2 separate regions of the Anas platyrhynchos genome follow, and region 1 is linked to region 2. A link is a contact called in public Hi-C data. All regions are on one chromosome and are shown on one strand. The core of a region is the stretch at or near the end of the contact, and the rest is flanking DNA. Distances in the headings are between cores, read along the strand shown.

The links. Hi-C and Micro-C count contacts between places; a contact is called where the count stands out from the background.
Region 1: a Hi-C map of liver shows a contact between it and region 2, with 4 times the contacts expected there. The contact joins the promoter of ANKRD17 here to the promoter of LOC101797763 in region 2. A contact is called at or near these places in 4 of 8 Hi-C or Micro-C datasets (F1 follicle, liver, small yellow follicle and 1 more).

The regions. Positions count from the first base shown.
Region 1 is chr4:50,189,699-50,194,236 of IASCAAS_PekinDuck_T2T, reverse strand. It overlaps ANKRD17 (ankyrin repeat domain 17), which reads right to left and starts at 2,297. Exons shown (of 33, transcript XM_038178083.2): 1 at 1,723-2,297. The coding sequence starts at 2,040. LOC140002480 (a long non-coding RNA gene) reads right to left here. Exons shown (of 3, transcript XR_011809183.1): 3 at 3,453-4,538. LOC140002481 (a long non-coding RNA gene) reads left to right here and starts at 2,521. Exons shown (of 3, transcript XR_011809184.1): 1 at 2,521-3,082.
Region 2 is chr4:49,986,954-49,991,384 of IASCAAS_PekinDuck_T2T, reverse strand. It overlaps LOC101797763 (methylenetetrahydrofolate dehydrogenase (NADP+ dependent) 2 like), which reads left to right and starts at 2,118. Exons shown (of 10, transcript XM_072037573.1): 1 at 2,118-2,268. The coding sequence starts at 2,210.

The DNA.
Region 1 (4,538 bases), core at 1,048-3,547, 200 kb before region 2:
TACTATGACTAAGATAAAAGCATCAGGGAAGCTTCCAGATGCCAAAACTGCTTCCCCAGCTACCTATACCTACAAGACATGGAATTTCTGTTAAAGAAAAAAAAAAGAAGTGTTATTTAGCCTCCCCGTGATATTTTAATGATCACTTGCTTTCTCACCTCTGTACATCTTCAAGCATACAAAATAGGTATCCACGGCTACATAAGGTACAGCATACAAGCTAAGAAGGCTCACATTGTCCAAGACTACCCATACCTTTGTTATCTTCACCTTTCTCATCACACCATCCTCAATACCACTGGCAAATCAGTTGCCTAAACAGCCCCTTTTGTAAGAGGCTCCAGACCACAAAATTAACCTACCTATGATTTTACCAGTAAGTCCCACTTGACATAAATTCCGTTGAATTCTGCTGCACCATACAACTCATCTTGATACCGAACCACCAACCAATGCATTGCCTGTAGCATTAGATAGCCTTCATCCATTTGCCACGTAAAACTCAATGGACTCTGCTCAAGAGTATTTCAAATATCTGTAGGACTACTAGATGGCACAGCAAAGCACATCAAGTACATGAACATTGCTGCCTAGCTCTTAAGTTTTAGGATTTGAAAACCTGTACCTACAGGATGCTCACTTCGCTAAAAATAGACACTGAAAAACAAGAAGCCAGACATAATTACTTGTTAACTGAGACAGGCGCTTTCTGTGCGCAATTTATCTCACAACAACTAGATACGAAGTTCCTTGTATCTACTTCTGTAGGGAAAAAAAATGCAGAGTGCTTCTTTACCCTGGAAAAACCAACCACAGTAACAGCCAAGCCCTTCCTGAACTGTATGAGATTCTTCCTCCTTGCTCATTTTTCATTTCTAACCCAAAAGTAGAACATGCCACTTAACATCAGAAGTACTTGGAAATAAAGTTCAAGGAAAAGCTTAAAAACTTGGAGTGGACTGCTCTGCAGATGCTGTTCAGCAAAAGCAGAAGTGACTGTTCTGTGGAACGTTACGGAATTAAAGCTACCCAGCAAACCAACTCGGCATGGCTATTTATGCAAATAGGAAAGGTGCTTCAAATCTTGATTTGCCTTTTCCAGTGATACCAACCTGAAAGAAAACAACATGAAGTGACACCAAGTTGACCATGCTTTCTCGTGCTTCTTTCAGCATTGTATTTGTCCCTTCTGACCCAAACCGTTCTTTGATTCTGTGGCATATAAATGATGGCTGCTGACAGCTTCAGAGAGTTGTTTGGACATGAACAGAACACCCCGAGATCTCGGGAAGCCTTTGCTCTAGCTGCAAATCCACCTGCTCTTATTGAAAACGACCTGTTTACCTGATGCGGAGCGGGGACTGCTTCCTAGCCACACACCCTAACTCAGGCTCATCCCCCGCTCCGGGCTGCGATCCGGATTGCCCCTTAGCACGTGTAGACACAAGCCACCCCTTCACACGTGCCCAGAGAGCCACACGAGGGCGGGGGCCGCCCCCTGAGCCCCGGGACCACCTCCTGAGCCCCGGGGCACTCGGGGGAAAAGGGTCGGGAAGCCAGGGGCGGCCCCAGCTCCCCGCCGTGCCCCGGTGCCGGCCGCCCCGCCCCGCCACGAGGCGGCCCGGTGCTGCCCCCTTCCTCCCCGAGGAGAGGGAGGAATTATGAAATTATGAAACCCAGGCAGCGAGGCCAACCCCCACACCTAGCCCGCTGGGGCCCTACCTCGGAGACCTCCTCTTCTTCCTCCTCCTCTTCCTCCTCCTCCTCGTCCTCCTCCTCCTCGCTGCCGTTGTTGCTGCTCTCGCTGCCGCCGCCGCCGCTCTCGCTGCTGCTGGCCGCCCGGCCGGGCCTCCCGCTGCGCTTCGCCTTCCCCTTCTTCTTCAGCAGCAGGTCGCACACCCGCACCAGCCCCCGCGGCCCCGCCGCCCCGCCGGGGCACGACGAACCGGCTCCGCTTCCTCCGCTCCCCCCCTCCGGTGGCCCCGGCCCCGCCGTGGCGCTCCCGGCCTCGCCGTCGCCTCCCTCCGCCGCCTTCTCCATGGCCGCTCCGCCCCGCTGAGGGACGAGGAAGAGGAGGAGGAGGAGGAAGAAGCGGGGGGGGGGCAGCACTCGGAGCCGCCGCCGCCGCCGCTCCTCGGTCACCTCTAGCGCCGGCGCCGCGGCAGCTCTCGCGATACTTCTGCCCCGCCGCGGGAGCGCCGCCGGAGCGGCAACGGCCGCCGCGCGCGCTAGCAACGGCCGCCGGCGCGCGCCCGCTGCTCCTCGCTCCCGTTCCGCGCTCCCGCTCCTCCCTCTCCCTCTCTCCCCCCGCCCGCCCCTCAGCGCCTTCCTCTTCCTCCTCCTCAGCGCCCTCCCGGCGGGGCCCCCCCTCCTCTGCGTGCCTCGGTCACCGCCCCGGCGCCGGAAGAGCGCGGGACGTCATCACCCGCCGCGGCGGCGCCGTTGCGGCCGTTCCTCCTCACAGCCCCCCCACCACCACCCAGCTCCGCCCCTCCCGGGGTCTGTCAGAGCGGGCGCGAGCTCCAACCGCCACCCCTGGGCTCGTCCCCGTCCCCCCAAACTCACAGCACTGTGCCAAAACACACGTCTTTTTTGACTCTAAGTCAAAACTACGTCAAACTCTGTGGAATGGTGTCTGTTAGCTGATTTTTCTGAGGCAATCCCCTCAGTTCTGTGGTAAAAAACGTTGTTAGGGCGTCGTTGCCAACAAATAGCAGCGCATACTCCAGTTCCGTCCTTTAATTCTGTCACCACACGCTGCAGCCCTGTCCTTTAACTCTGTCACCATATCCCGTTTCCTTCCTAAGGCCCCCCCACCCCGGAATTGGACTTGGGACATCCATACTCAAATGCTTTGGTTTGGTTTTCTGTGGAAAAATATCATCACTTCCACTTGAGCACAGTGCAGGTTCATTCTTTTCTTAGCAAAAGTCTTCTGGCACTGAAATACAGGCCATTGATGCAAGCTCACCAAAAGAACGGGAACTTTTTTCTTCAAGATGATGGAAATCACCAAGGAAAATATTTTTTTTCACCTCAGAAACACCTGAGTGTACAGGTTGATAATGGCCATGATGCACAGGTATGCTAGTGATGTTTTGGATTTAATGTTTCAAGCTAATAGGGTCTATTCCATTCACATTTTACAGGAATGCAAAGAAGTTACACTTGATTTCATAGTTGTCATCTTATTTGGATAAGATTAAAAAGAACTGTCTGAGTCTGCAGCACCTCTAAAATGAACATTTGCTTTTTAAAAAAACTTCTCAAACTAATTTTTATCATGAAAGCAAGTCCACAGAGTTTCCCTCTAGGTCACAGCCCACCAAAACCTAGTCCCTTAAGAAAAGGACTGCAGCAGTGGTAACAGCACCACTATTAAGTTATGGTATAATTTGCGAGTCACCTGGCTCTGGCTGTAGCTCTTCACCTCATCCTCAGGTAGAAGACCTAAAGTGAAAGTACCTTTATACATACCTCTGCAGATGACAGTTTGATGCGATCTAGGAGGAATAAACTGGATGTTCTAGCCACCTCACTACTACTTCCTGGTCACTTGCGAAAAATTGACTGACTCTACAATCAGTAAGATTCCCTCTCAAACTGGTGTGATTACACAAAAATCACAAAAGCAAAACAGCGCAAGATCTATCAGAATTATGGTTTTGTCTTCTTGTGTCAAACACATGGATTTTTAGTGCTGCATAGTGAAATACAAGCACAAGTCAAGCGTTAAGTTATGTTGTTATCACAACAAACAAAAAAAAATAATGAAGAGAATAAGGTAAATTCAGCCCTTCCACCTGAGGTTAATGGTTTACATGTGAAAAAGGCATCACCTTTACTTCTTTAACAGAAAATTTAAGACAAAACACATCTTAAATATCTTTGACAGTCTCAGCAGCTTGGCAGAGGAGAGACTGTCCAAATGCACCAAATTCACCTGTTTGGATTCAGGAAGGGCAGTTGCAGGGCTGGATTTTACCCTTTGAGCTGTTAGCAAGGAGTTGCCTCCCTGTGTCTCTTCAGGGCAGCATAAGGTCAGAAAATGGCAACAAGGGATTGGTGTTGCAGTAATGCTCTGTTCGACTTTGTTCCAAACCTGCTTTTTCATAATGATCTTCAACATTTACATATTAATTCACATATCCATTAAGTTGGTAGGCTTGGAAAGGGTCTTTTCAGCCATCAAATCTGGGTTTCTTGCTAATAAAAGCAACCATATAATTTTATCAGTCTCTGTTGCATTATCCAGTCCTGGATCAGGGTGAGTAATTACAAAGCACCACCATTCCAGGCAGAAACAGGATGGCCTATCTGAGGCTATTTGTTCAGTTTATTTTATGGTGGTGACCTCTGTTCTGATCAAACAGTTGCTCCTTCTAATCGTGCAGTATACAACAAGTCATTTTCCGATGGTTTTATAACACAGTTTATACCTGCTCTCCCCACCGCCTCTACTAGTTTGAACTTTTTGTGTGTGCAGCAGCAGTAAAAGCGCTTGTGGCCTTTGGAGAAGGTTGGTGTTAGATTCGTCA
Region 2 (4,431 bases), core at 869-3,368:
GCTGGGAAGACAAAAAAAGAGAAGAAAAAGCAGAGCAGCGAACAAAGGTATAATATTCCCCCAGGATATAAAAAGAAATTATATAAAAAGAAATTATTCACTTTTTTTTTTTTTTTTTTTGTTAAGCTACATTTCCTGATAAGGGTTTTTACAAGATGAGAGAACGGTGATATGGCTTCATACCAAAAGAAAAATAATCAACTTCCCATTTAGACACAAATAACTATTAAGAGATATTTTTAGGTTGATGGGATTGTTAATACCCAAAGCAGTATTTTAAGGTTATAGCCTGTTATCATTTGCACATAAAAACACACAAAGTATAACATACTCTGAAACAACCTGTTAAGAGTACCCACCTTTTCACAGCTGCCGATGCCTAACTTTGCTTTAACTGTTAAGCAAAAAAAATGGCATATTTTCAGCTTTGTCTTTTGTACCAATTTCACCAGCTCAGTGTGGATAACATGCTACTATTTTTTATTATTGTAGTATTTATATAAGGTTTTCTATGTAATGTATTCAGTGCACCTTTAGCAATAGCAATGTGGTCACTTTTTGTAGGCTTTGCTCTGGGAGCTGTTAGATTGAACTGTTCTTATAGCAGACACGGATTTTCAGATTATCCTTTTCCAGGAGTCATAGGAAAAGCCAGTGGTGTGAACCACTGATAAAAATAGCTTCTTCTTCTTCTTCTTTTTTTTTTTTTTTTTGGTAATTATTAATAGATATAGCCTCAAGGTCAAAGCTGAGATGGCCAATATGATGCAAAAGTTAATTTAATTAAAAATAATAAAAAGAAAAAAAAAGTGTGATATTTTAGTTTTAAACTTAAATAGGATCTAAGGCCTAACGAGGCAACTATGGACAAAAAAAAAGGTTTCATCTCGAATACCTGGCTTCATATATCTTTAGGGGTTGATATGAATTGCAGGAGTTCAACTGAAATAAAATATGAGTTTGCAAAAGATAGTAGATAATTTTGTTTTTCTGTTGTTGTTGGGTTTATCATCACTGAATATAAGAATATACTCGCCTGTATTTGCCAAACATTCTGTAACTCATGTACTTTTGATCTAAAACAGTTTTTCAGTCACAACTGGAATAGCAAATTTTACCAAAAATACTTATCATAAAACTACTTTTCTAGTGTACTAAGGAGTGAGAGAAATATTTGTTGGATATTTTGTCTGTGGAAAACTTTAACAGCAGCAATTCCAAATTTTATAATCAAGTATACACTTTACACACACACACACACACACACACGCACACACACACACACAAAAAAAAAAAAAAAAAAAAAAAAGAGTAGACAACCTTCTTCTTCCTTGACAAAAGGAAACTTTTGTCAGAATTCTCGTCTCTGTAATACCAATTTTTATTACTAATGTGATTTTTTTTTCTTCAGTTCTCTGTCATGTTCTCTGTTATCCTCTTTAACTTTTCTTTCTTTTAATATATTACCTCCTCTTTTTATATATATATATATATATCTTTCAAGTAACCTACTTCATTTTCAGGATTACCTGAAAGGAAGTAAAAAGAAATACATTTTTTCCTTTCCAGCAGCATATAAGTGTCAGTATTTTGCTTTAGAATCTAATCTAATTATGTCTTAAAGATTTGGTATCTGTTTAGGACCATAAATTTTCATGAGAATTCCTATATCCTCACATGTTAAGTTCTCTCCAAACAGGGGAGTGACAAAGCTTTACAATTAATGTAGTACATACATGCTAGATGGTGTTGCTACTGTATATAAAATAAGAGATGGCAAGCTAAAAGGGAAGATTTAAATAATATACACAAGACTGGAAGAGATATGAGAGATATCTAGGATGATACCTAGTATGTACATATCCCAGTATGTACAAATTCTGTGTAAGCACCTAAGCCATGGCCCTTATGTGAACATCTAAATGATCAAAAAATTTGCCAGTGCTATAGCAGAAACTGCCATAGTAATCTGTTGTATCATTTACACAGCGTTCCCCAGTTTCATAAAGGAATTTGCCAGCTCTCAGGTAGGCTCAGTATTGCAGGTAAGATTGCTGTTACTATTTTGGCATGCTTTGTATTTCAGATCTTGTTTAGTTTTCTTCTTCTCTTCTAGATGTAGAGAAAAGTCTACAATAAAATATGACTGAAGGCACTAATATATGAATCACAAGGAAGTCCAAGAAACTTCCACTGGGAAAACAAGAGGATGTACCTGAGAATTATGTGGGGCATCATACTGCAGCTGCCTGAAGAGACTATAATGAGGTTAGTGTCAGCCATTTTTCGCAGGTGACAGGTGATAGCATGCAAGAAAGCAGTCTCAAATTGTGCCAGGGGAGGTTTAGATCGGATATTAGGAAGAATTTCTTCACAGACAAGCTGACTGGGCCTTGGAAGGGGCAGCTGAGGGAAGCGGTGGCATCGCCATCCCCAGAGATACTCAAGAAATGTGTGCATGTGGTGCTTAGGGACATGGTTTTATGATTCTATGGCTTAGTGGTGGCCTTGGCAGTGTTAGCTGGATGGGTGGAATCGATGACCTTAAGCTTTTTTTCCACACTAAACACTTCTGGGATCCTGTGCTTGCCTGAGCCCGCCGGGCTCGCCACGCCGCCTTTTGGCGGGAACAGCAGCTCACAGGATCCAGGCAGGGCAAAACCCAAAGGCGCTGCCCGCCCTTCGCTCCTTCTCTTGAGGCGTTTTCTACCTCAAACCCCTCCTTTTTTTAATTTTCCCGGGCTGCCGCCTCGCCTCGCCCCTCAGCCTCGCTGCCCCACTCCGAGCCATCGGCTCCTCCTCCGAGCCCGCCCCCGGCCCCGCTACTTGCCCCGTGCTCCTCCCTCCACCGCCGGGCTGCGGCTGCGCTTCGTGGGCGGCGGGAGGCAAATGGCGGCCGCCGCCTTCTCCTCCTCCTTCACCGTCTCGCTGCGCCCCTGCTTGGCTCCCCTGAGGAGATGGCGAGCCCTGTCCTGCCCGGCGCCCCGCAGCGCCAGCGGCTCCCCCCGCAGCGCCGCCAGGTACGGGGCGCCTTCGCCTTCCACGCCCCCGCCGCGGGGTGGGGGCTCCACAAAATGGCCCCCCCTCAGGTGTGGGGCGGTGACACAAAATGGCCCCCCCCCGGCTGCTCCCCGGGGGTCCGCGCGGTGACCTGGGCGGGAGAGCCCTGGCGGCTCGGCTTTCCTTCCCCCTGCTGGCAGAAATCGGCCTTTTCAGGATTATTTTGCTCCCGGGACCTGCAGTTGTGTCTTGATTGTTTTACGCAGAATTAGCTTGTACTGATTTTTTGGCGTCTGTCAGGTCGTATAACGATATTTTAATGGATACCGGAGAATTTCTCTCTGAAGAGAGAAAATGCGGTGGTGGGGGTCCATCTTTTTGCATCTCTGCCCTCAGAAGGGCAGGCAGCTGCTCTCTTCTGGATGAGTATGAAGTAAAAAATGGGGGAAAAAAACTAAAAGCGGTGTCTGTGTATCTCACATAGCACTGCAGTGTTTGCTGAAAGCTTTGTAGCCTCTTTTTAAACATGAAAAGCTTGGTAAGCAAAACCGTGATAACCGCATTAAGCATCTTCACCTTCTAGGCGTTGTGTATGTTTTGTTGGTGCATGTGATTCTGCAGTTTTTCTGCACAAATGTCTGTGTTTCTGGACAAACGTATGCCCACTTCTGTTCCTTGTTGGCAGTAACTGTTTTTTTAAATTTCAGGTAAAAGCAGGTGCTCCTATGATAATGCTTTTACTGAGGTTTTCATTGGAAATTATGGTGTATATATAGAGTTGAGAAGATCCTGTTGTGAAGCCTCATATGATTTTGGACTGGTGTGTATGTGGATCTAAAAGAGTAGCTGGCATCTTGGTGTAACGTTTTGCAAGTCACAAGAAAGACTCAGTACGTGAATTGTTGTAATTTCAGACAGGCTTCAGACCAAGAGCATCCACGAGCAGGTGTCATGGTAGCGGGGCAGGGAGCACAAACGTGCTTGCTCACTGACATCCCACCCTGTCAAGTTTTCCGTGTGGATATATTTAAAAAAATAATTCAGTTGTTTTGAGTGCTTTGGCTAATTTGTTGCAGTGTGTAACCTTTCTGTATACCTGATGCCTTTCTTGGTGTGATTCTCAAGTAATATTTCCATCGAAGGAGTTAACCTAGATTCTCAATCTGCTTAAGCATCAACATGCTACAGTATTTGCTATTTCTCAATTTGACAGCCGTGAGCATTTTTCCTTGAGCAGATGTATATACTGTCTTATTAATGTGGAGATAGGTGTGGTGTTTTTGTTTTAATCTCTTTTTCTCCCTATTTTTAAGACTAGCAGAGGAAATAATTTTTTTTTTTTCAGAACTCACCACTGCATTTTTTCCATATGTTGTTAGGGTAATACTTAAAAATCCTTAATGTTCTAACACCCATGCGTTCACAAGGTTT